Linked DNA regions of Mus musculus: all the other regions are linked to region 6. The links are chromatin contacts, called in public Hi-C, HiChIP or PLAC-seq and promoter capture Hi-C maps. All regions are on one chromosome and are shown on one strand. Each heading gives the region's core, a stretch centred on a gene start, on an enhancer-like site or on the middle of the called end of the contact. The rest is flanking DNA. Distances are from core to core; before and after follow the strand shown.

Region 1 (4,583 bases), core at 296-2,795, 1.7 Mb before region 6:
CCACACAGTACACATCGATTCTCTCTACAGGCCTTCCATTGTATCTGAAGCTCACTCATTAGGCTAGGCTTTCTGCTCAGTGAGCTCCAAGAGTCTGCCGATCTCTACCTCCTCAGGGCTGGGGTTGTAAACAGTTGCTGACGTTACCTGAGTGCCGGGCACCAGAACGCAGGCCCTCACACTTGAGTGCTAGACACCAGTGACTGAACTTTGCCCTGCCCCTTAGTTCACAGTGTTACTTGTAATCCTGTGACCATGTAATTATATAGTGATCAGCTCTTACTTCCGCTTCCGGTCTTAAAAAGGACACAATAAACCCCTGCTTCCTTCAAGGCCACTAAGAGAACCCAACCAGATCAAGCTGGCTCCCATGAAAATCCAGGATGAGCAAGAAGTATGAATGTTAGTTTCTCTTTTTTCATTTGAATTTATTTCTTATTTTCTGTGTGTGAACATATATGTACGCGCAGATATGTGTACCACAGCACACATGTGGAGCTCGGTGGACAACCTGTGGGAGTTGGTTCTCTTCTTTCTTTCATTGGGGGTGGGGTCTTGTTAATCAAACGCAGGTCCTCAGAGTTTGGTGGCAAGTGTCTATACTAGCTGAGCCATCTGGCTAGCTGGTTAACATCATTTACCACTAGGGTGTAGAAAATGGTTGCACTGTGCCTGTGGGGCAAGAATGGTTTCCTAATCACACTTGCACTTACAGTTGAGAAAGGCTCCTTTGGGACAGGATGAAACTTTGACACACCTAAAAGCTGGCGACATCATTGCCTTGTTCAAGACAGGCTCATCTCTCTGGATAAAAACTGTCTTTCTGCTGACTTAAAAGTCAGGAAGGTTGTCTGTGTTCATATATGCATATGTGTTTTATTTTTACAGTCCTGGGGATTGAGCCCAAAACTTCTGTCTCTGTACTATAGCCAGCCCCAGCTATCTTCATTTTCATTTTGGGACAAGGTCTCATTAAACTGCCCAGGCTGGCCTTGAATTCACCGTCGTGGCCTTGACAAGCTTTAAATGTGATCTTCCCAAATAGCCAAAGTTATGGTGCTGTTCAATGGGGGTGTTCTGGAGGGAGAGGGTGTCAGATTACAAACTTGTTGGAATTTACTTAACCAATCTTATTATTAGACATCAACATCTTTGTCAGGAACTCATTACATATTCCTTGTTTCTGCCTTTGAATTCTTGGAAGTGGAATTACTGGTCCAAAGGTTACGTTATTGCCAATTTGTTTCCTGGGAGTGATTTTACCCACTTACACTCTCACAGGCAATTTTACGGGGCTCAAACAGAGACTCTGGAGTTATTAACTGTCAAAGGCCAAACTAGAACTTCACCCGCTCCAGGCTTCCTTCTCGTTTTTCCCGCCCACTCCATACACCAGCCGAGAGCCGCACGCGCTCTGTTGCCCCAGCTCTTCCCAGGCTGGCCCGCCTCTTCCTCGTTCCCAATTCTGCCCAATCGGAAACAGAATTTTCTTAGTCTCGTCGTACGATTGGTAAATGAAAGTGCCCGTCAAGTTCGGGGGCGGGTAGAGAGGGTTGACGGATGCGGCGAGCGACCAGTGTGAGCCCGGAGTAGGATGTACGCTGGCCTGGAAGCGCTAGACCTGTGAGGTGTGCGGCTGGCTGTTGGAGTGAAGCTTTGGAAGACATGGCTCCCAACGTGTTGGCTTCCGAACCGGAGATTCCGAAGGGCATCCGGGCCGTGTTGCTGGGGCCGCCCGGGGCTGGCAAGGGGACGCAGGTGAGTGTCGGTTCCGTGTCGGGCGGTGGAGCCCGAGAAGCTACAAGGTCAGGGCGGTCGGAGAGCCGGAAGCTCCTTTCCCGCCCCGGAGCTGGGTGGTGAGCCCTGGCCTGCAGGGACCCTCGCGGGGTCTCCAGTTGTGGCGCGGTGTTTAGGGGAGGGTCCCAGTCGCAGTAAGGGGGAGGCTGGGTGGAGGTTCTTGGGGGAACCCAGGATCGTGTTAGGGCATCCAGGGACTGTTACTTGAAAATTGTGAAAGGCAGGGCGATCCCCCAGGCTGAAGCTCTGGATCACAGGCCCGAATGGGAGAAAGCTTTGTGACCAAGTCGCCCTCGGAGTTGAGAGCGTATTGCCCTGAGTCAGGGATAATTTCTAGGCATAAGGGGGTGAAACTTTTAATTTTTTTAATGGCTAATGATTAGGGGTACTAAGAAGTCTCCACGTGGGGCAGAGTGGTTACTGGTGTATGCCTATCGAGGCGTTCTGCCAAGAGTGAGGCATGAGCCGCGGGAGCCACCAGTGTTGTTGGGGGTGGGGGGATGGGAGAAAACCTTTCCAGCTGGCCAGAAAACTGGAGGTGAATGTATAGATTCGGTTCATAAGCCACGGGCATCATGGGGGGTTGTGAGTGGGGCAGGGAGTGCTCATGGAGCAGCATGAGATGGCTCTGATGGTTGTAATTGAGCAATTGAGGGCCGCTAACGTGCTAGATCAACAGGTAAGAAAACAGGTGTAGAGGTCCAGTGACTTTTCAAAGTTAGTGAAATCGGTTTCACAGAGGCCTCAAGGATTGCCTTCTGCCCCACTGCAGAGCCTCCCTTGCTTGGCATCTGGGCCATAGATCAGGGCTGGGATTTATGCTGGCACGTAGGGCTTGGAAGCTCATATGGTGGGCCGTTGGTGTCACTTTCTTGCCCAGCCTTTGGCCACAACCACCCACCCCTCAACTCTACCTCCCCATCAGACCCCAAGCTTTGATGATCACTATGCTCTAAAGAGGGAATTCTTTCAAGGTTGCGTTCCCAAGCAAATGAGTGCTGTCCTCCCTCTTCACAGCACTGCTGAGTTTATTGTTATGTTTTTAAAGATACCTCCCCTCTGTCTCCCTCCGTCTCCCTCCCTCCTTCTCTCTCTCTCTGTCACACATAAGGTGGGAGAGTGTGTGTGTGTGTGTGTGTGTGCGCAGGGACGTAGAGAAAGAGTGTGTGGGGACATGCGTGCCGTGATGCATACGTGGAGGTCAGAGTGCAACTTGCTGGAATCATTTTCTTTTTTCTACCATGTGGAGCCCAGGGATCGAACTCGGACCGTCAGACTTGACGGCAAGCTACTTTACCTGTGAACCCATGTCACCTGTGTACCTATGTCACCTGTGTACCCACGTCACCTGTTCTGTTTGCCAAGTTCTCAGTATTTTGGCAAGCAGATCAGCATCTCGGGCTGTACAGTCTACGTATATGTGTGTATATCTGTGCATGTAGAACGCTATGTATGTAACTTCTCAGTGTTTCTACCTAGAAAATGTAAAGCTTACAAAGACATTGGAAGATGATGGCTTTTATATTGAGAGCACCCACACATTCCTAGCTGGTGGCAGGGCGCGTGACAGCTGTGAACGCTGACCACTCAGTGGCATCTCTCTCTGCCCCCAGCTCAGGTGTAGTGCAGCAGCATGAAGCTGATTCATTCAGATCTGGGAGGACCATGTGCCGTGGGCTCATGGAAGGCAGTGCGAGAATCATGGAAGTTGGTCCAAGACGGCTTTGTGCAATGATTAGAAGTTTGGCTTGAAGGATGAATATGGATGCTCATGTCTGTCTGTAGTCCCAGTGACTTAGGCAGGAGGAGACTAAAGTCAAATTTGATGATAGCCCAGCTAAAGTTTAAAGGCTGGCCTGGCTACAGAGTGAGACCCTGTATCTGAGAACACAAAACTAAGAGCTGGGACTTCAGAAAATACAGGGCACTCGCTTAACCTCCGTCCGCTTCCCTTTCCTTATCAGGAGCCATAAAAACACCGGTAGTTGTAGCTTCGTAGTGCGGAACAAAAGTTCACACAAAGCCCACAGAGTGGTAGCCTAGAAGAACGCTCTGCCTGGACACACCCCACACACAAACTCTCCATTGTAAGTTTTAAATACACAGAAGAGGCTAGGCACAAGCTTAGCTACTGTGGGAGCCTCACAGGTTCAAGTCCTAGCTGGGCTAAGATTGAAATCAGCCTGAGCTGCAAATTAGCAGGGCTGAGAATCTGTTCGCTGGCAGTTCATTTACCCAGCTGTGTGAGCTCGAGTCGTCAGTACCACAGGGAGCACAAGAGTGGCATAATAGGCCCTGGTAATCCTCAGCTGATGGCGGCCATCGCTTTCCCATCCACACTCCCTACAGGTTATACTAAAGGAGCTCCAGGCTCCATAGCTGTTTTATAATATATTTTAGTATCTCTACAACAAAATCTTTTTAAAAATATATAAGTTCAATAGCCCCTAAAACTGTTAACAGATTTTAATAATAATAATAATAATAATAATGTTCAAATTTCTATCAGTCTCACACATAATTTTAAGTCTTTCTGGTTTGTTTTTTCCTAGCCTTTAAAAACGAGTGTTCAGCCTGTGTGCAAGGGTGTGTGATGTGTGAGTGCACATGTGGAGGCCAAAGGACAACTTTCCCTCATTTCTCCCCTTCCACCACGTGGCTCCCTCGTGTTGAACTCAAGACACCAGGCTTGGTATGGGTGCCGAGCCATCTCGCCTGCCTGCCCTGTTCCATTTCTTTATGGTATAGTTTTGGGGAAGAAACTTGTCCTGAGAATATTGTTCCTT
Region 2 (5,064 bases), core at 2,223-4,722, 1.6 Mb after region 6:
GCCACAGGAGCTCATAGACATGAGTCCACACTGTGGGAAGAGTTCTTATAACAGGTCAGTCCCACCACACCCTTGTGAGACCAAAGCTGCTGGTATTCCTGTTTTGCAGCTGTGTGATTGTAGCCTTCTAGACACTACAGGAAGGTACTGGGCACAATGACATCATCTTTTCCCTGAGTGGCTCCCACCTGGGTGACAGGGGATTTCCAGACTTGTTCTCCCAACCCTGAGTAGAAGGCTTGTTTCATTTTGTTTCTGAGATCCTTCTCACTGCATAACCCAGAGAGGCCTGGAACTCCTGATCCTCCTGTCACAACTTCTGAGTGTTACCCACTCAACCATTCTAAGTGACAATGACAAGAAACAACTGGTTCAAGTTAACCTGAATAACCTATCCCATTGTGGACGAAGTAACCAGGCATGGTGGGGCATGCCTGTAGCCCCATCACTATGGGAGGTGGAGGCTGGAGGATCAGGAATTCAAGGTCACCCTACTTGGTTATAGACTCGGAGGCCAGACTATCCTACATGAAACCTTGTCTCAAAACACAACATACATGACACAAGACATTATAAATGTTTATTGTCACAGACCAGAAGTAAGTAAATCCATTTCCATGACAAACATGAAGGCTTTGGACTGGCTGCAACCACCTGGAGAAATCTAGGTTTCAGATAATTTTTGTTTTGTAGTTTGTGGTTTGTGGTTGGTTGGTTGGTTCATTTTTTTGAGTCAGGGTTTCTCTGTGTAGCCCTACCTGTCCTGGAACTCACTCTGTAGACCAGGCTGGCCTTAAACTCAGAGATCTACCTGCCTCTGCCTCCCAAGTACTGAGATTAAAGGCATGCACCACCACACCTAGCTAGCTGAGCCACTTTTTTTTTTTTTAGATTTATTTATTTATTATATGTAAGTACACTGTAGCTGTCTTCAGACACACCAGAAGAGGGCGTAGATCTCATTACAGATGGTTGTGAGCCACCATGTGGTTGCTGGGATTTGAACTCTGGACCTTTGGAAGAGCAGTCGGGTGCTCTTACCCACTGAGCCATCTCACCAGCCCGAGCCACTTCTTATATGAATGTTTTGCTAGCTGTATATGTGTGCCATATACAAGCCTGGTGTCCTTGGAGGCTAGACTGAAGTGATGGGTGGTTGTAACTCACTGTGGATGCAAAGCATTGAATTACTACTCTACACTATTCACAAGGGCTCAGAACTGCTGAGCCATCTCTCCAGGCCCCTCCCTGTCTCCTCTTTTGTTTGTTTGCTTGCTTGTTTTGATATCATCTTACTGAGTAGCATAGCTCTGGCTAACCTGAAACTTACTATGTAGATCAGGCTGATCCACCTATCTCTGCCTCCTCAGTACTGAGATGAAAGGAATATGTTCTACGCCTTGAACACCATTCTCATAGACAGATGCGGGTTGCCTTAAGGATGGTCAGGTTCCAGGCAGCGCAGAATCCCGAGGTCCATCATGCAATGGTACTCCCGGCAGACACCCTGGTGACACCTCCATGCTGCCTAACAAATCTGCTGCTCACTCAGCCAACCCTGAAAGTCAACTCTAGGCACTGAGCTTGAGTTGGGAGCTGGGAGAAGCACCATGTGTTACTAAGGGCTGGGAAGCTCTAAAACTTCCACTAGAATTCCCCACACTGCCTTGCCAGCAAAGCCGTGGACAGACACTGGGACGCTGTCTTCCAGCCCAGAAACGCTGCCAGAATAACTATGTGGAAGCCAAGAAAGAAGCCCGGAAGCATGGTATTACCATTCACCTGTCAAAGCTGGCAGGCGCTGAGTGAGCAGGCCTATCTCTATTGGCCTTTGCATGTAGCCTGGTCCACTGGAAGAGTAGCCAGTGCCCTTACCCCTGAGCCAGCCACCAAGGCTGACCTTGAACTGTCTACGGAGCTGAGAATGTGTTTAAGCTCCTGATCTTGCCTCTGCCTTTCAAGCTTGGGGATTACAGGTATTTGTGTGCCACCACAAGTCCCAACAAATCCCATACCTGATCTTAGATTTTTCCTCTAGAACGGAGTTGTGCAGAGAACTAAAAACCCAGAGAGAGTCTACCCTAGTGGAATACTTTTGTAATCTCAAGCACCCAAGAAGGTTACTAGCTCAAGGCCAGACTAGGCAATGTATCAAGATCCATTCTGAAAATATAAAAGAGTTGAGGCTGTCTATAGCTAGCTAGCCCTGTGTTGAATTTCTGATGAAGAAAAAAAAAAATCCCAAGAATTAGAAGGCAGGGAGGGACATGTCAGGAGACTGTTGGTATTAGTCTTTTTTTTTTTTTTTTTGTCTGTTGTCCTCCTGTGTCACCAGAGAGTCTGAGGCAGTTACCACTTTAACCCTTTCTCTCCTGGAGTCAACATTGGCATGTGCCTGAGTCCTGCTTCCTGCTAGAGGATCTAGGGTTTGGAGATCTATGGAGGAGCCGGACACCCGCCCAGTCCTTGTCCAGCTTGATGTCCCCCTGCTGCAGGGCCTGTTCGATGGCGCTGGTGACAGTGTCAAAGGCCAGGTCGACATTGCAGTTGCTTTTGGCCGAGGTCTCCATGAAGCCCATGCCCAGAGAGGCAGCAAGTTCCTCTGCTTCCTGAGAGGATACGCATCGGGTGTTCAGGTCACACTTGTGGCCAACCAGTAAGAAGACCACCTTGTCAGGGCCCTGAGTGGATACGACCTCCTGGTGCCAGGCTTGGATGTGTTCAAAGGACTCTCTGTTCGTCACATCAAAGACCAACAGAACGCCCACCATGTTCCGGTAAAAAGACCTGGTGATGCACCTGAAGGGGAGTGTGTGTATAATCGGGAAAATTGTAATGGCTTTAAGACAGTCTTAGAGCCCGCCCACCTCCACCCCGAGATCCACAGGCAGCTTCCTGTGCCTGCATACAAGTCTTCCTTCCCACCCCTTGACATGTCTGCTTCGGCTCTCTGCATCTCTGGGAAAGTCAGAGTTTTAGTGCCAATTCTCTTTATGCTGCTGTTCCTCTAGGGCTGGGTAAGGCCTTTGGGGGTGGGGATGTGGTTCAAAGACCACAGCACAAGCTGGGGCTGGGGGCTTGGCCCACTCCGCGGAGTTTGAAGGATGAATGACTGAATAGGGAGGGGTGCAGGGTAGGGACCATGGATCCTTGCTTGAGCCCCTGCAGTTGGCACCTGTGAGAAAGGGTCCCCCCAAGTGACTGACATTACCCACTTCTCGCCGCACCTGAAGCACTCTTGGCCTGCGGTGTCCCAGAGCTGCAGTTTGACTCGCAGCCCAGCGGGTAGTTGCAGCGCGCGGCTGTAGAACTCCACGCCTACAGTGGGTTCGGGATCCGGCTCCGCCGCCCCCCGCGCGCCCGCCACGTAACACCGTAGCAGTGACGTCTTGCCCACCCCTGCGTCCCCGAGCAGCGCGATCCGAAATTGGTAGCTGCAGCCGGCCGCCTCCATAGGATCTGGGCTCCCCGCTGACCTCAGACAGTTTCTGTGTGGCTCCGCCCCTCTCCCCCCACCCCCACTCCCCCATGAGTCTGTTACTGGTACAGCATCCAGGAAGGGTCAAGATCTGGAGAACTTGATCCTGGAAGGCAATCCCGGATGTAGTTGGTCGGGCAAGACCTAAATCACTACCTCTGTAAAATGGGACAGTTACCACTTTTGCTTCACAGTATAAAGGAATTAAAAAGTCTTTAATCCCACAACTGGTGAGGTAGAGAAAGGAGGATCTCTGAGTTGGAGGCCAGCCTGGGCTACAAAGTTCCATCCAGGGCAGCCAGTGCTATGCAGAGAAACCTTGTCTCCGATTAAAAAAAGAAAGCCGGGCTGGTGAGATGGCTCAGTGGGTAAGAGCACCCGACTGCTCTTCCGAAGGTCCAGAGTTCAAATCCCAGCAACCACATGGTGGCTCACAACCATCCTTAACGAGATCTGACTCCCTCTTCTGGAGTGCCTGAAAACAGCTACAGTGTACTTACATATAATAAATAAATAAATCTTCAGTTGTGGCACACGCCTTTAATCCCAGCATTTGGGAGGCAGAGGCAGGTGGATTTGAGTTCGAGGCCAGCCTTGTCTACAGAGTGAGTTCCAGGACAGCCAGGGCTACACAGAGAAACCCTGTCTAAAAAACAAAACAACAACAACAAAAAAAAAAACCACTTAGATTCAGCTTTAGTGGACTATTTTAGGCTTAGGCTTAGGAGTCCAAGGCTCAAAGGTGTGGCTTGTCCCATGTGGCTTGTCCCAGGTCATACAGTGCTTCTTAGAGTCATAGTGACTCTAAGCCCATGACTGACTCCCTTGATGCCTAAAAAGAGACAGTCAGAAAGCCAGGATGACCCGGTTGGGTCTTGGGTTCCGTTTGGATGAAAGCTCACATGAGGCAGCACGTGTGCACTCAGATCTGGCTTCTAGAAGCGGAAGGAAGGAATCACAGCTGGAGTTTTGGCTGGTCCCAGGCAGTGTTTGTTTGTTTGTTTGTTTGTTTCAAGACAGGGTTTCTCTGTGTAGCCCTGACTGTCCTGGAACTGCTCTGTAGACCAGGCTGGCCTGCCTCTGTCACCACCACCCAGCATGGGCCTAGGCAGTTCTCAACCTTACAAGGAGGTGGTTACTCCACTCACTTCTACAATGGAAGAAACTGAAGCTCAGAGAAATTACATGGCAGGCCCAAGCTCATTCACTAAGGAAGACTTCAACAGCAGGCAAAACCCAGAGTTTTGTTTATTTGTTTGTTTATTTATTTTATTTGAGGCAGGGTTTCTCTGTGTTACAACATTGGCTGCCCTGGAACTCACTTTCTAGACAAGGTTTGTTTATTATTAATTTTCTCACAGGACCAGTCCGAGATCTGGAACAGCCCAGGGTTTTTCTTACCATCCTCCTCTTCCCTCTCCTCCTCCTCCTCCTAAAAAATTATTTATTTATTTTATGTATATGAATACACTATAGCTGTCTTCAGACACACCAGAAGAAGACATCAGATCCCATTACAGATGACTGTGAGCCACCATGTGGTTGCTGGGAATTGAACTCAGGACATCTAGAAGAGCAGTCAATGC
Region 3 (4,955 bases), core at 261-2,760, 1.2 Mb after region 6:
GAGGCAGAGGCAGGTGGATTTCTGAGTTCGAGGCCAGCCTGGTCTACAGAGTGAGTTCCAGGACAGTCAGGGCTATACAGAGAAACCCTGTCTCAAAAAAAAAAAAAAAAAAAAAAAAAAAAATCAGGTGTGATGCACACCTGCAATTGACAATCACAGTTCTTAGAAAGGCTTTTACAGGTTAGTCAAAGGCCATTAGACATAGAAAGTTCTTGTCTTAAAAAAGAAAAGCCAAGTGCTGTATGGTAAATTAACTTCTAAAGGAATACTTAAGAAACTGCCTCTAGAAAGGAAAGCAGAAGATGCAGAAGAGAAAACTTTACCCAGCACATCAGTTAAAGTGGAAATGCAGTAAAGAGACTAAACCCCTCAGTGATTCCTGGGCAAAGCTGAAAAGGAACCTTTCATTACTGAGCACCCACATGCCCCAGCACAGTTCATTACATTTGGTTATTTTGGCAATACACTGGACATCTATAGATTATAATCTTGCAGGTTAGAAATTTTTTCTGAGCTGGCAGAGATGGGGTACACCTTTAACTCTAGCACTTGGGAAGCAGGCAGGTTTGAAGCCAGCCTGGTCCACAGAGGGAGTTCCGGGACAGCCGGGGATATACAGAAAAACCCTTTCTCAAAATGAATAAACAAAAAAAGAAAATAGTAATTTTCTGTCGTGCTTAATCTAACTACAAGGCACTAAACTGAACGGACATAGTTTGGCACATGCTTTTAATCCCAGCCAATAGGCAGACAGGCAAAGTTTCAGGCCAGCCTGGTCTACAGGGCTATTTCTAGGACAGTCAGAACTTTTTTGTTTAAGGATTTATTTTATGTGTATGAGTACAGTGTAGCTGTTTTTAGACAGACACCCTAGAAGAGGGCATCCGATTCCCATTACAGATGGTTGTGAGCCACCATGTGGTTGCTGGCAATTGAACTCAGGACCTCTGGCAGTCAGTGCTTTAAAAAATAAAAATTAAATCTGAGATGTAACTCAGAGATAGGGCACTTGTTAACATCCGTATGGCCCTGAGTTCGATCCACAACACCGCAAAATAATACCGAACCAATTATTGGAACACTTTTACATACCTAGTATCGACACTGTAGAGACAACCCTGAAAGTACAAGGAAGATAAAAGAGACTCAAAGATCCGAGAGAAAGGAAAATGGGCCCAAGGTCATGGATCCACTAACTTCCCACAGGGACGTTTACCGAAAACCACCCCAAAACAGAAAGTCTACCAGAGCAAAGGACAAAGGCGGGAACACCCGCTCGGCGCGCACCCGCGCAGGCACTTCCGGGGGAAGTGCCGCTGCCACGGCGAGCTCGCGAGAGGACGTGCTGCAGCTGTCGCTCACTCGGCCAGGTCCCGCCCCGCGCCGGCGCGCCTCCAGTAAAGCCCCGCCCCCGCCCCTGACCAGGCGGGAAGCGGGCGCGCGCTCCCTCCCGTTCCCCTCCGCCGGGGGGGGGGGGGTAGGGAGACGGGGGCGCGCGTTCTCGAGCTGCGTGCTCGCGTACGTCGCCGGGCTTCGGCTGCGTCCGTCCCGCCGCCCGCCCGTTACCGCCGCCGCCGCGTTTTCCCTTCGCCGGCCGCCGCCTGAGGGGGGCCGGGGCCAGCTGCCGCCGCCGGAATGCCGCGGGTGTACATCGGCCGCCTGAGCTACCAGGCCCGGGAGCGCGATGTGGAGCGCTTCTTTAAGGGCTACGGGAAGATCCTGGAGGTGGATCTGAAGAACGGGTGAGGAGGGCGGCGGAGGGGCCGGCCGGGGGGCTGACAGGGCCGCGGCTGTGGCTAGGAGGCCGCGGGGACGCGAGCGCGGCGCTCGCTGGGCGCTAAGCCGCCGCCGGCCTCCTCCGCTCCGCCATGGCGGCGGTGCCTCGGGGGCGCGGGTAGGCCCGGCTCCCACTGCGCCTGCGCGGGCGGGGGTGGTGGCGGGATAATGGGGACGGAGGCCCGGGTTAGACTGGGGCTCCGGGCGCCGGGGAGGCCTGGGTTTCCGTCGCTGGACTATGGGTCCGAGGCGGCCCTTTCCCGCTCTGGGGCTGCCAGGAGCAGATGAGGGTTCCGGCCCTCTTCTCCCCGTTCCCCAGCCTGACCGGCCAGAGGCTTCCCGGCGTGTGTTTCTGAGGACTGGAGCTCTGGCTTTTTCGCGTGCCACACTTTGGGCGGGAGACACTAGTTTTTGTAGTGCAGTGACAGTTTCGAAAGTACTGGCTTGCCGCGCTTCAAGCCTTGACCGCTCCCTTTCCGAGAGTAAATTAAAGTCCTAGCTCGTTATCTTGGGGAGTCCTTACAGAGTTTTCCACGTTGTGGTTTCGGCTCTCCAACTTGCCGGAAAATGATTGCTGTCGTAGGATTTTTTGAGTGGGTAAGGGCCATCCTGGCCAGGTCTGCGTCGGCTGCTGGTGCAAGTGGAGACACATCTCCAAATTGCCTACTTAACAGCTTTCCCCGTACAATCTGGGCTTGTATTTCTAATCTGCTTTGGCGAAGCAAGGCTAGCAGGGACTACCAGGTTCGGGGAAAACGGGTGAGTTGTCATGCCTAGAGATTGTACGAGCATCTTTTGCTTGGGAGCTGAGAATTATTAGGTAGGACTTGAAAGGCATTAAGCACCGGAACGGCGTCGGAAGCACTAAACCTTGGGTGTTAGGGGAACCCTTGGTTTTTGCTGTGTTTATTTCTTGCCTGTTTTGTTTTTTTCGACTTTGTGTTTGGTCCAATGAGACCAGTAGTAATTGACATTTGAGAAGACATACACTTTAGTATGAATGGCAAATGAACCAGCAGGTTCTCAAAGCTGTCTAGATTTCGAATAATTGACACTTAAAAGACTCTCCTTGCTGAGAACAAGACTTCGATAAAATGTTTATGAATCCTGGATTCGATTCACAAAGACAATTTCTCATTTTTGTTCTTACAGAGCGAACCAGCTGGCATGAGAGTATTGTTTTTGTGATATTTAACCTTACATGTGAGAGATTAACCGACCCCCCTTACCCCCTCCCTTTTGTAGGGGAAAAACAAGGGGTTTGGAAGACAGATAAGTCTGAGTCAAACCTTGCTCCTCAATTTAAGTTTCTTTGAGCAAGTGACTTAGTTTCTCTGAACCTGTTTTCTCATTCATAAAAAGGAAGGTCAGGTAGAAAAAGTATAAAGCTTTCGCCATCCTCTGTAATAGAGTCATTAAGCAGCATCTTAGCCCCTTAGTGTTTGCTAGCAGTATATTTGGTGAGGTCTCTTTTCTCAAGGAGTGGGTGAGTGTTGAAAAAGGTAGTAGGGCAAAACTGATCACTTGCTCGGGTTACTAATGCGCCAACAGGATCCCCTGCACTGCAACAGCTGCACTGCAGGAATTGAGGAAGGAGACAGAACAGTTTCTGACTAACCTGCTGTGACTGACATGCCTTTTGAGTCAAGGAATGCTTGTTCTCACTTAAAACTCAGACAACTAAAATGTAGGATAGTTTACTAAAATTGATTTTCTTTTTCTATTATTTTTACTTTTATGTGCATTGATGTTTTGCTTGCGTGTATGTCTGTGTGAGGGTCTCAGATCCCCTGGAACTGGAGTTGAAGACCGTTGTGAGCTGCCATTGGTTGCTGGGAATTGAACCCAGGTCCTCTGGAAGAGCAGCCAGTGCTCTTAACCACTGAGCCATCTCTCCAGCCCAGAATAGATTTTTCTTAAAATGAGCTTTGAAGTATGGATTTACTAGGACTTGAAATGAAGAAAGAGAAATGTCCAGAAATATGTTATGTTGGAATTGGTGAAGAAGTGGTCCAGTAAGGACCAACTCTTAACAGTCTAGCTGTTAAGACCTAGAAATTTAACACCAGACCAGAAACAACTATTAAAGGTTTTACACTAGGGGATTGGAGAGATGGCTCCATCATTAGAGTCACTGGCTGTGTTCCCAGAGGACCTGGGTTCAATTCTCAGCACCCACATGGGAGCACACAATTGTGTCTCCATCCAGTCCTGGGGAATTTGACACTTTCTGTCCTCCAGCACTAGGCAGGCTTGTGGTAAACAGTTAAACATGCAGGCAGAACCTCCAGACACATAAAATAAATTTAAGAGAATAAAAGTAAAGATAAATAGTAAAAAAAAATTTAAAGGAGTTTTACACTAAATTTTAAATCATGAATAGAATTCAAAGACTCTTGAAGGAAACATGGAACAACTCAGGGAATCTAAGAGGACAGACACTCTCAGAACTTTAGCTGCCTACATCTTTTAGGAACTTGGATTCTCATATTGCCAAATAACGGATGGTGTAAATGAAGTCCATCATAGATCAAGGTTGAAATAAGGAATAGAAAGTTATTTGGGGCTTAAAGACAGGTGTGACAGGCGCTAATTCCATGCAGTACAACCTAGCATCATCCTGAAATCATTGCAAAGGAAAATGACTTCCGGGAAGAAGACAGATGGTGGAGGTGCCGGGAGACTGAAAGGAAGCAATAGAACAAAAGGAGAGTGTAATGTGGGGGTGCGTAGTCTTAAGCCTAGGACGATGGTAGGTTTCCTTACAGGGAAATGTTTTTGAACATTTCTGGATTGAAACTCTAAAACAGATTTTAGATTAATGGGACTTTAAAGAATTGCTAGAGTGTTCACATCTGTTAAGGTGAGGTATCTTGGGTGTTGGCACATGGGTTGTAGATAAAGTTGAGAATTAATTATGTAGCATTCTTTATGCGTGCAGAATAAAGATTTAAGTCCAGGGAAGGATTTTGTGGCTTCTCTTTGGGTCTGGGGGAGAGGCATGCATACAAGCAGCTCAGCGTTGCCTTGCCTGCCTGCTCCTTTACTATACCAGCCAACCCAGAGAACTTGGAAACAGATGGTTCTTCTGGGGACCACAAGAGTGTTGCAAAATCTCCCTGGGGTCACATTGACCATTCCTGATTACATTAGAGTCTGCTACATTCCTACCTGCCTGA
Region 4 (4,821 bases), core at 85-2,584, 1.2 Mb after region 6:
GCCCAGCCCTCCGGAATATAGATAACTCTGGAGGACATCAGATCCCAAGAACTCCAGAAAAGAGATCTTGAACCTATGCCTTGATCAATTAAGAAACATACATGGAGCCAGGCGGTGGTTACGCACACCTTTAATCCCAAAATTTAGGAGCCAGAAGCAGGTGGATCTCTGTGAGTTTGAGGCCAGCCTAGTCTACAGGGCAAGTTCCAGGGCCAACAGGACTACACATAGAAAAACACTGTCTGGAAAAACAAAACAAAAAAACACCTATGGAAGGACTTCATAACCCATGCAATGATCTTAAGTGGTATAGTCACCCCTGCTGCCTAGCAGAAGTAAGAAAGTGACCATTTCCAGTGGACAGCTCCAGGAAGAGCTGCAGAAGTACATTTTGAGCTGGGTCTTGAAGGCTAGATTGAATTTTTCATTTCACGGAGAAACTGTGGCAGTGAAATCCTTGCTAAGGGAGGAGTGTGTAGAAAAAAGTGCAGGAAAAAAGAAAAGCTGTATCTAAGCAGCTTGAGCTCCTGGGCTTTGTCAGCTTACAAGACAAGTCTGGTTATCTGTCAGGATGCAGGAGAAGCCATGGGGATAACTCAGAGGCAGCTAGTCTGCAAACCTGCTTGCTCCAGGCTGGACTTTGCTTTGGGATACAGACTAGACTCTCAGGAAGTACCACGTATGGCCTCCCAAGGAGGTCCACTGGGGAGACCCTGGCAGTGCCAGCACCCTCCTCTCTCCCCTCAGCCAGTGCAGCAAGGCCAGGTCAGGTCAGGGCTCATTTCACAGCTTGGGTTGGAGGCTTACCAGGTGGCTTCTTTTACCATCTGAAGGCCAGGTTCAGATCAGATCAACCACCTACCACTGTTAGCAGCCTGGGCGAGTTATTTACCTCTTCTGTGCTTTTGTTCGTCAGCTATAAAAGCAGAACAATAGTCTGCAAGCTATTGAAATAGGGTGGAAGCTGGCCTGCCTGTAAAGCACTTGGCAGGAAGCCTGGCTGGTGAACACTCAGAAAGCAGCAGTTATTATTATAGGGAGGACCTCCTCCCTCCTCCAGCTGTACACACACACACACACACACACACACACATACTTCCTTAGCACTACGATTCTTTTGCAAAGCCTTTTTGTCTATACTTGTCCCTGGTGTCCCACTCGTTTCTGTGGTTTTTTTTTAAGCTGATTCTTAATCACAGTGAGACCTGGCTTTTCTCTGAGTCCAGCGTTCCTAGCTTTCGTGTTTATGTTCCCCAAGTTCTCTGAGGTTCTTGTAGGCTGTCAGGACTTCCAAACTCACCTAGATGTTGGTGTGCAGCCATGTAAATCAGTGTCAGCTTTGACTCGCCAGTGTACACTTCAGAATCTCCAGGAACTGTGCTTCCTAGTAGACATGGACTGTTAACACATCCTTCACAGAAGCCTTGCGTGGAAAGCTCTCAGCACTGAGCCTGGTGAGAGCAGACTTGTAGAATATGCCTCTGTTGCTACTCTTAGTATAAGACATTACTTGAAAAAAAAATCACACTTTTAGCCTAAGATCATGCCTTAGGTCTAATTAAAAAGGTGAGATTATGGCGGAAGCAGGTGAATTACCTCAGCTTAGTGTGAGGATACTGTGACAACATGCTAGGAGCCTCTGGCTGGCAATTATATATGATTCTGCTAAGTAAAAGAGGAAAATTATTACTTTGTAGATACATTTGTGCAGAGAAGCATTGCAGACCTGAAGCATTAAGTTTCAGGAAAGGAAAGGAGTTTTCAGTCATTGAAAAGTCAGTCACAGGCACTCACTGCAGTGATCGGAGCTGTCTAGTCAGCAGGTGTTCTGCCTCGTTGCATGTCATGTTGACACAGGCTGTAGTCAGCAGAGAGGCGATAGCCTCAATTGAGAAGTTGCCTCCATAAGCTCAAGCTATAGGCAGGCAAGCCTTTAGGGCTTTTTCTTAATTAGTGATTGATGGGCAGGCCCAGCCTATGGGTGGTGCCACCTGAGAAAGTGATCCCTGGGTGCTATAAGAAAGCAAGCTGAGCAAGCCAGTAAGCAGCCCTCCACAGCCTCTGCAGAGATGGCATGGCTCTGTGGCTAAAAGTGCAGATTTCTCTCACAGAGGACCAAGGTTTGTTTCTAGTACTCCTATCAAGCAGCATATCCCCTCCTGCCACTCCACCTCCAAGGGCTCGAACGCCTCTGGCCTTCACAGACCCCTGTACTGAGCTACACAGATAAACACGCATGACTTTAAAAGTAAGACAACAAAGAACATTTATTTTGAGCACTGGCTGCTCTTGCAGAGGATCTACGTGGTGGCTTGCAAGACTGTAACTCTAGTTTGAGAGGAACCAGCACCCTCTTATTCTAAATAATTTTAGGATAAAAAGCTTTAATCCCAGCACTTGGGAGGCAGAGGCAGGCGGATTTCTGAGTTCGAGGCCAGCCTGGTCTACAGAGTGAGTTCCAGGACAGCCAGGGCTACACAGAGAAATCCTGTCTCAGAAAACAAAAACAACAACAACAACAAAAAAAAGCTCTTCAGTTTTTTTGAAACAAGGTCTCAGTACAGAGCACAGGCTAGCCTCAAACTCACCATTCTTTGCATCAGCCTCCCATGTACAGGAATAGGGGTATACCACTAGACCCAACCCAACAAAATAAAACTTTAAAATAACAACAGTTCCCTCAAAGTCCCCTGGCAAGTCTTTTACATGTGTGGGGTCTCCATGTATGTGCTTGCATACATGTGTGGGTGAGCTCGCCCATGCAGGCATGTATTAGAGGCTAGTGGTTGTCATTGAGACGTCTTCCTCAGTTGTTTCTTCATTTTCAAGGCAAGGCTTCTCACAGAACTTGGCGCTTACATTTTCACTAACCTGACTGACGGTGGATCTGTCTTTCTCTGCTTTACCTCCAGTGCTGGAGTTACAGGAACTGGCCTAACTACCTGTGACATGAGTGCTGAGGACCGGAAGTCTGGTCCTTGTGTTCCACACAGAACTCTGAGAGCTGCTAGAAGGTAGATAGTCCAACCTTCAGCCCAAGTAGGCTAGCTCAGAGAAGAAATATGCCAGAGCCTGACATCAAGGTCTCCACCTATACTGGCTAGTTTTGTGTCAACTTGACACAGCTGGAGTTATCACAGAGAAAGGAGCTTCAGTTGAGGAAATGCCTCCACGAGATCCAGCTGTAAGGCATTTTCTCAATTAGTGATCAAGGGGGGAAGGTCCCCTTGTGGGTGGTGCCATCTCTGGGCTGGTAGTCTTGGGTTCTATAAGAGAGCAGGCTGAGCAAGCCAGGGGAAGCAAGCCAGTAAAGAATATCCCTCCATGGCCTCTGCATCAGCTCCTGCTTTCTGACCTGCTTGAGTTCCAGTCCTGATTTCCTTGGTGATGAACAACAGTATGGAAGTGTAAGCTGAATAAACCCTTTCCTCCCCAACTTGCTTCTTAGTCATGATGTTTGTGCAGGAATAGAAACCCTGACTAAATAGCACTGGAAATGTAAATGAGCTAAATACCTAATAAAAAATGGAAAAAAAAAAAAAAAGAAACCCTGACTAAGACGCCACCTGCACCTCCTTTCTAAGACCCCAGCCCAGAAGGGCCATCTCCCTGGGGTGTGAGTCACGGTCAGCAGAGACACTTCACAGATACAGAGGTTCTCTTTCTATCACCTCACTCTGCAGTAAGGGAAATATCACCTTTGCCCATGTGTGTTGGAGCCAACAAAACAACACATGGACAGCGGACAGGGCTGACCCAGAGTTTCTCAGGTATGCTTCTTTGAAAGAACCACTTGGGGTCCCCTCACCTGGTGATGCTGGTTCACGCATCAGCAGCGGCTGTATTAATAGTGAGTGCGGCCAGGCAGTGGTGGCACATGCCTTTAATCCCAGCACTTGGAGGCAGAGGCAGGCGGATTTCTGAGTTCGAGGCCAACCTGGTCTACAGAGTGAATTCCAGGACAGCCAGGGCTACACAGAGAAACCCTGTCTCAAAAAACAAAAAAAAAAAAAAAAAAAAAAAAATAGTGCACCACATGATTTTTAGAACCAAGCAGGTTGTGGAGAACCTAAGGCCAGGCCAGCAGAGGCTCACTAGTGCTTCTGTTCCTGACACTAAGAGGATACCAAGATTGATCCATTGCAGTTGGTGTGAGCCTGCACTCTGTGCTGGTCCTCAAAGCACCTCCTTTCCATCAGAACCAGATTCCTAGGCACACGGCAATTGAGGCATGTTGCTGACCTACTCTGGGGAGACAGTTTGAGCAGAAGTCTTAGCTACTGACAGTGTCTTTCTGAGCTTAGGCTGAAGAACCTGGAGCTCACTGCTGTGGAAGGATCTGACGTCCACGTGAGGATGCTGGCAGCCCCTATCAATCCATCTGACATAAATATGATCCAAGGTAACCTTGCTCTCTGGAGCTTATGCTAATTGGCTCAGGTAGAGTCTGAAGTGCTCAGGATTAGCAGTGGCTGTCCTCTAGAGGAGCAGCATGCACAGTCTCGCTCGGCTCCTCTCTGGCCAACCTCTAACTAAGCATGACGCTCTGTGAGTTAGGTGAAGTGTAGTGGTGGGAGGCCCACCCTTCTGAAGAGCCTGTGACATGCTAGACTCCTTTCTTACTTGAGTGTGTCCTTGTGGTAATCCTGTGCCCAAAGAGTTTTAGCTCCTACATAGTTAAGGAAGCAGAAGGCCAGAGCTTGGTTAAGTGGACAGCTCATGAGAGCAGGGTCCCGATAAGCTCAAATGTGAGCGAACACAAAGTCTATGCCCTCCAGAGTCTCAGCCGAACCTGACAGTGTGACTGTTGTTACTTTCTGT
Region 5 (4,598 bases), core at 61-2,560, 1.6 Mb after region 6:
GGCTGGCCTCAAACTCAGAAATCTTGCCCATGCCTCCCAAGTGCTGGGATTAAAGGCATGAGCTAGCACTGCCTAGCGCCTGTAAACTCTTAAGGACAATGATGACTGACTTCCCCAACAGGATATACCCAGCACACAGCAAAAAACAAAAACAAAAACAAAAAAACAGTTTAGTACATCCAAGGATGCAAGCACAAAAACTGATTGGCCAAACTCTGAGAACCATGATAGAAAAATAAAGCTGGGGCTTGAGAGGTGGCTTTCTCTCGAACCTGGCAGTCTTGCAGAGGGCCTGGGTCAATGCCAGCAGTCACATGGTGGCTCACAACTATCTGTAACTTCAATTGCAAGGCTTCAGATACCCTCTTCTGACCTCTTTGTGCACCAGGAATGCACATGGTGTACATATATAAATGCAGACAAAACACTTTTCCGCATAAAATAAATCCAAAAAGAAAAATAAGGTTATAAACAGTTTGCCACTTAATGGTTAAGCCCTTGCATCCAGGATTTTGGACCAAGAGGGTGGATGAGCCTAATGGGATGAAGATACAAAGATAGAATGGATTCTTTATGGGCAGGAACCGTTGATAGCTCTGAGATGTCAGACTTCTATACACTCGTTTGCGAGATCTCTATTTTACTAAGAATCCTTGCCGGGGACTGAAACTGCCTGTTGCTTACATGCCTAGCAAAAAAAAAAAAAAAAAAAGTACTCAAATCTCAGGGCTTAGTGGTTTAACAGTTACTGTACCAGCCCGGGCTTTGGAGTAAGAATTTTCAATTCAAGTTGAGAACCTACATCCCTTAGGAATTTCACGTTTCTTCCACTATTACATGACATACTCCAAGTGAGGGACTGAACCAGTCCCTCACAGACAGCTCTCGTCCAAGTGTATGTTGACTACAGATTAACTAATAGGCACAATCAGCTTCTCTAGTCTCCAAGTTCTCGTGCTGGTTGAGAGTCCCATAGTTGGTATCTATGCAGAACTGCGGTCCCATCCTTATAGCACCACAAAGGCACCAACCAAAAATGGCGACTTGGAAGCTCTCCGAGGCCGTCGGTTACCGGTCACGCTCGTGAAAGAGATGAGTCGTAAAGAAACATCTAGGACAGGGATTCACGCCGTGGTAGGGGACGCAGAGTAGACCCACGCCACCAGCAAGCCACACAGAGCAGAAAGCCCGACCTGCCAAGCCAGGCGCTGGGCTCACAGTCCTACCACGTGTTGTAGTACCATCTGCGCCTGCGCTAGTGAGGCGCGCGCCCGGCGGCCGGAAGAGCCGCGCGTTTCCGGGTTGGAGGCGGGGAGCGGTGCCGGAAGTGCTTGGGGAGGGCCGCGCAGTCGGACCGGCTGCTGAGACGAAAGCTTCACTGGGGCAGTCTCCGCATATCATGGGGAGATAGACGCTGCTGCCTGTGAGTCTTGGGCCCTGGCAGTTGAGGACGAAGAGCGGGAGGAGGGTGTCAGGACCCAGACCCACAGCGGGTCAGTGCTGGAAGAACTAGGCTGTGGAAGAGACGGGGCTGAGGAGCCCAGGCTCTTGGGACGGGACTTGAGGGGTTCGGGCTCGCAGAAGCAGCGGCTGTTGGGGACTCGAGCTCTGAATGAGAGACTTAGGAAACGGGGACGGATGTGGATTCTGCAGCATCTGAGGGAAAGCCTTCTGAGAGGGACAGGATGGTGAGGATCCCGCACTTTATAGGAGGCGAGGGTAGGAACGAAACGGGGCGTGAAGACACAGGCTCCAGAGAGGTAAAAGTGGAGCCCGAGAGGACTCGGGCTCCTAAGAGACAGAAGCGGGACAGTAAAGTCCCAGCTCCTAAGGATTCAGAAACCGGGCAGCAAAGACTTGAGGACTGGAGCTAGAGAAGGAGGCAGAGAAGACTTGAATTTGAAAGGGAATCGAAGCGGGCAGTGAGGACTGGGTCTTCTTTGGGGACAAGATCCGGGCTTTCAGACTCAAGAGTTTCTGGAGGGACAGAGATGTAAGGACCCGAGCTCCTAAAAGTGAAGGAACTAGGGGGTCCTTAACGGCTGGGAGATCAGCCTTCAAGGGAGAAAAGTTGAAAAGGTTTAGCGATCTGTTCTCTGTACCCGGAGGATTAGGATATATATATTCGGGGGAAGACTTCTTGGCGCTGCCTATTTGGCTTTTGGCATTTAGGCTTTTTCTTGTGTCCGTTACTTAACCTAGAAAAGCCACATGAAACGTCTTCGTTTTTCTTCATTATTGTGAATCAGATGTGAAGCTGAAAGCAGTTTGAACTCAGTTATATACTTGATAAGTACCTTAAGCCCTGTTCCATTCAGCCCCCGTTGAGCACAGATCTCTATATCACTAGCAAACTGTCATAGATGGAAGGGCAGCAAAAGAACACTTTGAATTCTTTTACATTTAAGAAAAAGAGGATGCAAAGAGGGATTAGGATCACTGTGAGCCAGATTCTTAGGTTATACAGTACTCTACCATGTACATCGAAGAAGAGATGCTTGCTTGAAATTATTTGAATAAATGCTTTTAGAATCTCTACCCTCAAACTCAGAAGGGATTTTTTTCTAACGGATTTTAATATTTTAGTACCTATTATGTATGGCATTGGCATAAATGTTACAAGGGAGGAAACAAACTTTTAAGTGAAAAGTCTTTTATTTATTTTATTTATTTATAAATTTTATTTTTCAATAAGATGTTGAGAAATTCACAAGTAAATGTGGCCTAGAACATTTTCTAGGGATTGCTTTTAGAAGAGTGACTTGGACCCTGTCATTTCCCTTCATAAAGACCCAGGACTGAAACCTACTCAGATGAATCGTGCACAACTTAAGCACTTTGGGCTTTTTGTTCTGTTTTCTTTTGGTTTGTTTGTTTGTTTGTTTGTTTGTTTTCAAGACAGGGTTTTCTGTGTAGCCCTGGCTGTCCTGGAACTCACTGTGTAGACCAGGCTGGCTTCAAAGTCAAGTCCACCTGCCTCTGCCTCGGAGCGTTCGGTTTAAAGGTGTGCACCTCCACCATGAACAACTTAAACACTTTTAAGTATTCCACCCCTTCCTTATCACAGCCCCACAGTTAAGTATGGTTAGTCCTGTTGTCTGTCCAGAGAGGTTAAGGGGTTTGTCATAAAGTACTGAGTAGCTTATCTGCAAATGTGCCTCCAAAGCTTTCTTGAGCTTTTCTAAGTGGATTTCCTGCCATGTGTAGTATGCATGTGAATGAAATATAAGTAATATTTATAAATCCTTCCACTGAATGAAAGCACACCCCTCCTCCCCAAACTACTTAGCTCCCCCTAGCCTGGAAATTGCTGTGTAGACCAGGCTGGCCTCAAACTCAGAGATGCACCTGCCTCTGACTTCAGAGCGCTGGTGATTCAAGGCTACATCACCAAAACCAGCTTCTTAACTCCTTTTCAAGTCAAGGACTGTAACTTTTAAGATACTTCCATAGTATTTGACATCTGAATTCCTGTGTTTTCACAGAAGCATAAATATTCCAGGTAGAATCTTTCCCATAATAGAGTAGGTTATTTTTATTTATTTATTTTTTAATTAGGGCGACATCAGATTAACTTTGCAGTTAATTGCTAGCATATACTCGATGTTGTGAATGCTCGGGCTATAATTCCATTACATTGGAGGTGGAGGCTGGACGATCAGGAGTTCAATGTCAACATAAAACTTTATCTCAAGGAGAAACAGAAGAAGAGCAGATCAGGTGAGGTGGTTCTCCTGGTAAGGTGATTGCCACAAGGAGTGATGATTTGAGTTCAGTCCCTGAGTCCTGCATGGTGGAAGGAGAGAACCAACTCCCAAAATTATCCTCTGACCACATCAGCACAGACACACTGAATAAAGAAAAGGTTGTTTTTTTTTTTTTTTTTTAACATACTTGAAGCTATTATTTTCCCAGGAGCTTAGCTGCTCTATTATTTTTTTTAAGGTTTTACTAAAGGTGATGAGACCCGAACAGCCAGCACACAGAGAAAAACCATCCACAAAGCAAAGGGGGGATTTTTGAAGCCAAAGCCTCTGGTACCATTTTTAAAGATTTGTTTGTTTGTTTATTCATTTCTTATCGGGAAGGGGCATTGAGTCAGGGTCTCTCCGTGTAGTCCTGACTGCCTTGGAACTCTGCAGACCAATTCTGCTGGCCTCAAATTCACAGAGACCCTCCTGCCTCTGCCTCCTTATTTTTTATGTGTATGAATGTTTTGCCTCACTATGTGTCTGTGTACATCGGTGCTTGATTTAGAGTCCTGAAAAGGGCATTGAGTCCCCCTAGAACTGGGTTGTAAGTCATTGTGTGGATGGTGGGGACAGAAGCTAGGCCCTCTGCAAGAGCAACAAGTTCTTTTAACCACTGACCCATCTCCTGTTCCTGATACTGTTTTCAGAAGCCTGCATAAAAGTGATCAGCATTTTTTTATACCAAGTTATGAGCAAAAGCATACCTTTATCACCATCTTGTTGATTTTAATTTGGGAGGTGGCCGTCTTTTTTAGTTAGGGTCTCACTGTGTACCTAAGACTCTGTTGCCTTGGTTTCTTGAATGCTGAGATTATAGGTATGCACCACAATTGATAGTTCAACTAG
Region 6 (4,589 bases), core at 598-3,097:
TGAGTCCTCAAGACGAATATCTCCTGTCTATGGCTAAACCAGCATTAAAGTCTTACCAAATGGATGACGGAAGCTGAAGTTCAACCTAAGGAAACTAAGCGGGACAGCGGTGGGACCATCTTTAATCTTAGCACTCGGAAGGCAGAGGCAGTTGGACCACTGAGTTTGAGGCCAGCCTGCTCTACAGAGCAAGTTCTAGGACAGCCAGGTCTTTACTGAGAAACCCTGTCCTGAGAAACCAAAAAAACCAAACTGAATCAACCAACCAGACAAACAAAAAAAAAAAAAAAAAAAAAAAGAAAGTAAAGAATTAACTATGGCTCTCAGGACGAAAGCATGGAGCCCAGAGTTGTCTGGTAAGAAGCTAAAAGGTGTAATTTTCTCATATCTGTCATCTTTCTTCCTCCTGTGTGCTTGCATACTATGGCTATTCAGTACTGTCCAGGGCCTTGGCCTGATGGAGCTAAATGCATTATCTACTTGATTTCACAAAGCATTGTTAGCAGTGTGGGAAATGAAGGTTCAGTTAAGGAATTTCAGGTCTGGTTACAAGCTGGCTTTCTGAATAGAGTATGTTCTTGAGTTTGAATATCGAGACCTGGTGGGGGGGGATGTAGCTCAGTTGTTTGGTAGGGTGTTGCCTGGCATATGTGAAGTCCTACATTTGGTATGTCTGTAGTAACAGAAGGAAGGTATGGAAGTAGGCTCAGGGGGTCAAGGTAATCCTTAGCTACACAGTGAGTTTGAGGGCAGCCTGGCTCTATGACACCCTATCTCAAAAACAGAAATAAAAAAAAAAGCGAGGTGGTGGTGGCATAGGCTGTTAATCCCAATACTCAGGAGGCAGAGGTGGGGATATCTCTGTGAGTTCTGAGGCCAGCCTGGTTTACAATGGGAGTTCCAGAACAGCCAGGGCTACACAGAGAAACTCTGTCTTGAAAAATCAAAAAGAATTTAAAAAGCCTAAAAAACCTAAAAAAAAAAAAAAAAAAAAAAAAAAAAATTGAACGGTTCTTGAAGGCAGAGACAGGTGGATTTCAGTAGGTTAGAGAGCAGCCCAGCCAGAGCTACAACAAAAGACCCTGTCACAATAAAAACCAAACCAGGGCTGGAGAGAGGGCTCATTGGTTAAGAGCACTGACTGCTCTTCCAGAGGTACTGAGTTCAATTCCCAGCAACCACATGGTGGCTTACAACCATCTGTAATGGGATCTGACACCCTCTTCTGGTATGTCTGAAGGTAGGACAGTGTAATCACATACAAATGCATCTTTAAACCAACCAACCAATCAACTGAAATGGAGTGCTTGCAAACACCTCTGGCTTCTAGTTCTCAGCTTAATTTGCTTAGTTTCCATCTTGATATTTCTAATGACCTTTGAACAAGGGTCCTGCCATTGTCATTGCGCTCCAGATCCTGCAAATTAGGTTGAGGTCCTGCCCTCCATCAGCATGGTCGTTCTGTTGCTCTTTTCTTTTGTATGTTACACTGGGGAAACGAGGCAGGAAAAGATGCAAAAAGGCCAGGAGCCAGAGGGCTAGAAGGGGTTCGAACCCAGACACTGGCCAGGCTGTGCCAAGGTTCAGGCACAGCCCCAGGTTGGCGTCCCCTCCCCCCCACGGCAGCCCGGGCACTCCGTGCGCGCTCCCGTGCCTCCCACCCCGCTCCCTCCGCGGCGGCGGCGCGCGCTCGCCCCAGCGGGCGGGCACAGCGGTTGTGTGGCCTGCGAGTTTCCCCGAGTTCACACAGGCCCTGCCGTTGGCATGGCAACCGGGCAACCTGTTCCAGAGCCGCCCGCCCGCCCGCCCGCTCCGCACACGCCGCTGCCACCGCCGGAGCTGGGGCCGGCGCCGGCGCCGCTCCCATGATGCACCGCGTCAGCCCAGTCCCCAGTGGGCCGCCATGTTGTCGGAGTGAAAGGTAAGGGGGAGCGAGAGCGCCGGCGAGCGAAGATCGGGGGGCCGGAATCCATCTTCATCCTACCGCTCCGCCCGTGAGTATCCGCGCCCCGGTGGCCCCAAACCGTGCTCCGAACCCCCAGCGAGCCGATGCGCCTCTCGTATTGGCGTTTGGCAGCGGTTGGCGGGGCGAGAAAGGGCTTAGAGACGCCGCCGGGCCTGGCGGAGGCACCGCGCTCGCTCCGCTCGTACGTGTTTGGGAGGCGGCAGCGAGGCCCTATTGTTATCCGCGAGGAGGGGGTGGGGAGCGGGCCGCGGCCGGGGCCCGGCTCGCCCGCGGCTGCCGGCGGCTCCGTGCCTCCGTTCGGCCCTGCCGGGAGTCCCTAGAGGTTGGTGTTGCCGTTCGGCTCGGCTTCTTTTTTTTTTTTTTTCCTTCCTCCCCTGCATTTATTTATTTATTTTTTGGATGGATCTGAGCAGCCCCAGGTCCTCTCTTGTGGCCGCGGAGTGGAGATTCTGTGGTCCCGCGGGCTCCTTGGACTTGGCTGGAGCTTCCGTGGCAGCGCCGAGGGAGGAACAATACAAGGCTTTAGAAAGCGGGCGGTGGGCCACGGTCCTCGGGCGAGCCCCCCATGGTGGTGGGGGAGTGGGCGATCTTGCAAGCCTTGAAATATGGAGAGGTGACCATCAGGAAGTTTCGGATCGCTTTTTAAGCGCCTGGGTTCCTTGTGGCCTTTTGTTTCTGTGAGAGCTTGTGTGTGTTTTCCTCCCCCTTGAGGAGGGGGTGTTCTTCCTCTCTGATCCTCCCTGTGTTGGTGTGCTTCCCTCTCCAAGGGGCTTTCAGCAGGTAGTAGGACAAACATGTAGATAGCTACACAGTGCTACAGTTTCGGTCCTCACGAACGCGGTGGGTAAACATGGGTCATTTGTTTGACTCGTCAGTACCACTCCCACGTTAAGGGAGGAACACTCCAGTAACTTTTCTCCAGTGAAGCTCACCCCTCTTCCCAAGAGCTCCCCTCCCACATCGCGAGGAACTCCCACATAGATGACCAGAGAAGGCTTTATCCCCACCATAACTTTGAAGGATTGTTCGTTTTCATTGTGCAAATTACGATAACGCTTCGTTACACTTGATCATTTTGCTCACCCCATTAATTACTGGGATTATTAAGATGATTTATGAGGGCTTTTGGGCGTTCAGTTTTTAAAGCCAGTTACTTCTGAAGGTAGGATTGTAGCTTGAGCTGTTTGCTTTGGTGTAAAAGTTACTAATGTGGCTCTCCTTTTAAGATAAGCAGCTTCCTTCAGGGTTTTTAGTAAACCATTTTGACCCTTTGCTCATTGTAACTTTGTAAAACACTAGGGGCTGCGGATCTTTATCTGAAGGTTTGGAAATACTGGATTCTGAACTTCTAGTATTTTGTCTTTCCACGCTTGAGTTCATCTTGTCTAAGGCCACAGCTTTTTGAAGTTGGGATTTGTTTAGTTTGAGTCTGTGAACTGCTTTAAGATAAATTTATGTCCACAGAAGGTTTGTTCAGTGTAGTAAAAATAAACACCTATCAGCCCTGAGCATCTTAGTGAATGGAGATAGATTAAACCATGCTGTTTTGTTTAAAGAAAAGTACTATTAGTGATATTAAAAAGAAAAAGTAAAAACAAACTCCACTGTGATCTTGACAGTGTGAAAGCTAGGAAGTACTAGACTAGGCTTGCTACTTCATTGCATTGCTTAAAATATTTGTTTCTAAACGATAGGTCATTTGCTTAAAAAAATCAAATTTTAAATACTGCACATAATTTCTTAGTGAGTGTTGAGAGACCCTAAAAGGTACCATCAGTTTCTTGTTTTCTGGTACTTAGGTGACAGATTATTAGTTTTTGTTCTGTCAGTGCCAAGATGTTACAGAATTCTCTCAGACACATGTTAGTGCTGAGGTGTTTGCTCACTTTTCAGTTGTCCCTCTTGCCAGGCTCTCCCGTGTTTGAGAAACTGCCTTGCCTCATTGGGTAAACCAGGAAGTCTCAGGGCTTCCAGACAGCCTTAAAGAGGCCAATTGTTTTGTTCTAATATTTTTGTAAGTGACCCTTCCCCAGTTATATTTTAGAATGAGATTGCTTTCAGGGACAATCTCTTATCATTTGCTTATTTATTTATTAGTTTTTGAGACAGGGTTTCTCTGTGTAGCTCTGGCTATCTTGGAACTCACTCTGTAGACCAGGCTGACCTCGAACTCGAGGTTCATCTGGCTCAGCCTCAGACTCCTGACTGCACAGCCACTGGCCAGCTAAACTCCCCCCCCCCCCCAACACACACACAGGGTTTCTCTGTGTAGTCCTGGCTGTCCTGGAACTCAGAAATGAGTTCAACTGCCTCTGCCTCCCAAGTGCTGGGATTAAAGGCGTGCGCCACCACGGCTAACTTTTTCTTAATTTGAAAATTCATAGGTAACTTTTCGCAGTTCTTTTATGTTAGAAAATACTACATTTACTATTTTATGAATCCTCTTGATGATTGAGGCTCTGTTGCCTTGACTGGTGTGGAACCTTAAGCGTAGTGATTTGAGAAAATTTAAAACTTTCTATATACCTTTCAACTTAGTGATTAAAAGCTATCAAAAACCAAGGCATGGGGGAAAAACTTCCTTTAGAATCTGACAGAGAGATTGTTAGTTTGATGGCAAAAC

Evidence for each region. Promoter capture Hi-C pulls out the DNA fragments that hold promoters and counts their contacts. A called contact is a pair of places that touch in the nucleus more often than the background predicts. HiChIP or PLAC-seq counts read pairs in DNA pulled down with a chosen protein or histone mark.
Region 1: a FOXA1 HiChIP or PLAC-seq map of pancreatic cancer cells shows a contact between it and region 6. The contact joins the promoter of Ak2 here to the promoter of Pum1 in region 6. A contact is called at or near these places in 1 of 39 promoter capture datasets (liver) and 1 of 115 datasets of contacts at active chromatin or transcription factors (pancreatic cancer cells).
Region 2: a contact with region 6 is called in a Hi-C map of B cells, with 5 read pairs. The contact joins the promoter of Rab42 here to the promoter of Pum1 in region 6. A contact is called at or near these places in 2 of 39 promoter capture datasets (hippocampal neurons and second pharyngeal arch cranial neural crest), 1 of 484 Hi-C or Micro-C datasets (B cells) and 1 of 115 datasets of contacts at active chromatin or transcription factors (large pre-B cells).
Region 3: a contact with region 6 is called in a promoter capture Hi-C map of hippocampal neurons, with 4 times the contacts expected there. The contact joins the promoter of Srsf4 here to the promoter of Pum1 in region 6. A contact is called at or near these places in 2 of 39 promoter capture datasets (the C10 cell line and hippocampal neurons), 1 of 484 Hi-C or Micro-C datasets (memory CD8 T cells), 3 of 115 datasets of contacts at active chromatin or transcription factors (embryonic forebrain, large pre-B cells and pro-B cells) and 1 of 9 other capture datasets (liver).
Region 4: a contact with region 6 is called in an H3K4me3 HiChIP or PLAC-seq map of bone marrow-derived macrophages, with 4 times the contacts expected there. The contact joins the enhancer-like site here to the promoter of Pum1 in region 6. A contact is called at or near these places in 4 of 39 promoter capture datasets (the C10 cell line, hippocampal neurons, liver and 1 more), 1 of 484 Hi-C or Micro-C datasets (B cells) and 4 of 115 datasets of contacts at active chromatin or transcription factors (bone marrow-derived macrophages, embryonic forebrain, large pre-B cells and 1 more).
Region 5: a contact with region 6 is called in an H3K27ac HiChIP or PLAC-seq map of microglia, with 6 times the contacts expected there. The contact joins the promoter of Taf12 here to the promoter of Pum1 in region 6. A contact is called at or near these places in 4 of 39 promoter capture datasets (the 3T3-L1 cell line, hippocampal neurons, liver and 1 more) and 2 of 115 datasets of contacts at active chromatin or transcription factors (astrocytes and microglia).

The regions. Positions count from the first base shown.
Region 1 is chr4:128,991,679-128,996,261 of GRCm38.p6, forward strand. It overlaps Ak2 (adenylate kinase 2), which reads left to right and starts at 1,546. Exons shown (of 7, transcript NM_016895.4): 1 at 1,546-1,758. The coding sequence starts at 1,666.
Region 2 is chr4:132,299,884-132,304,947 of GRCm38.p6, forward strand. Rab42 (RAB42, member RAS oncogene family) reads right to left here and starts at 3,473. Exons shown (of 2, transcript NM_001081651.1): 1 at 3,228-3,473; 2 at 2,311-2,799. The coding sequence starts at 3,454. The coding sequence ends at 2,379.
Region 3 is chr4:131,872,129-131,877,083 of GRCm38.p6, forward strand. Srsf4 (serine and arginine-rich splicing factor 4) reads left to right here and starts at 1,511. Exons shown (of 6, transcript NM_020587.2): 1 at 1,511-1,742. The coding sequence starts at 1,636.
Region 4 is chr4:131,849,412-131,854,232 of GRCm38.p6, forward strand. Mecr (mitochondrial trans-2-enoyl-CoA reductase) reads left to right here. Exons shown (of 10, transcript NM_025297.2): 2 at 4,305-4,402. Among named protein-coding and RNA genes, the nearest start is that of Mecr, 8.4 kb to the left of the region's middle. Within about 2 kb of position 1,335, at least 49 of the 459 cell types and tissues checked have an H3K27ac peak or open chromatin away from gene starts, as enhancers often do. A contact at or near this core is called in bone marrow-derived macrophages and hippocampal neurons, where this site is marked.
Region 5 is chr4:132,273,065-132,277,662 of GRCm38.p6, forward strand. It overlaps Taf12 (TATA-box binding protein associated factor 12), which reads left to right and starts at 1,311. Exons shown (of 6, transcript NM_025579.3): 1 at 1,311-1,423.
Region 6 is chr4:130,661,474-130,666,062 of GRCm38.p6, forward strand. It overlaps Pum1 (pumilio RNA-binding family member 1), which reads left to right and starts at 1,848. Exons shown (of 22, transcript NM_030722.3): 1 at 1,848-1,994.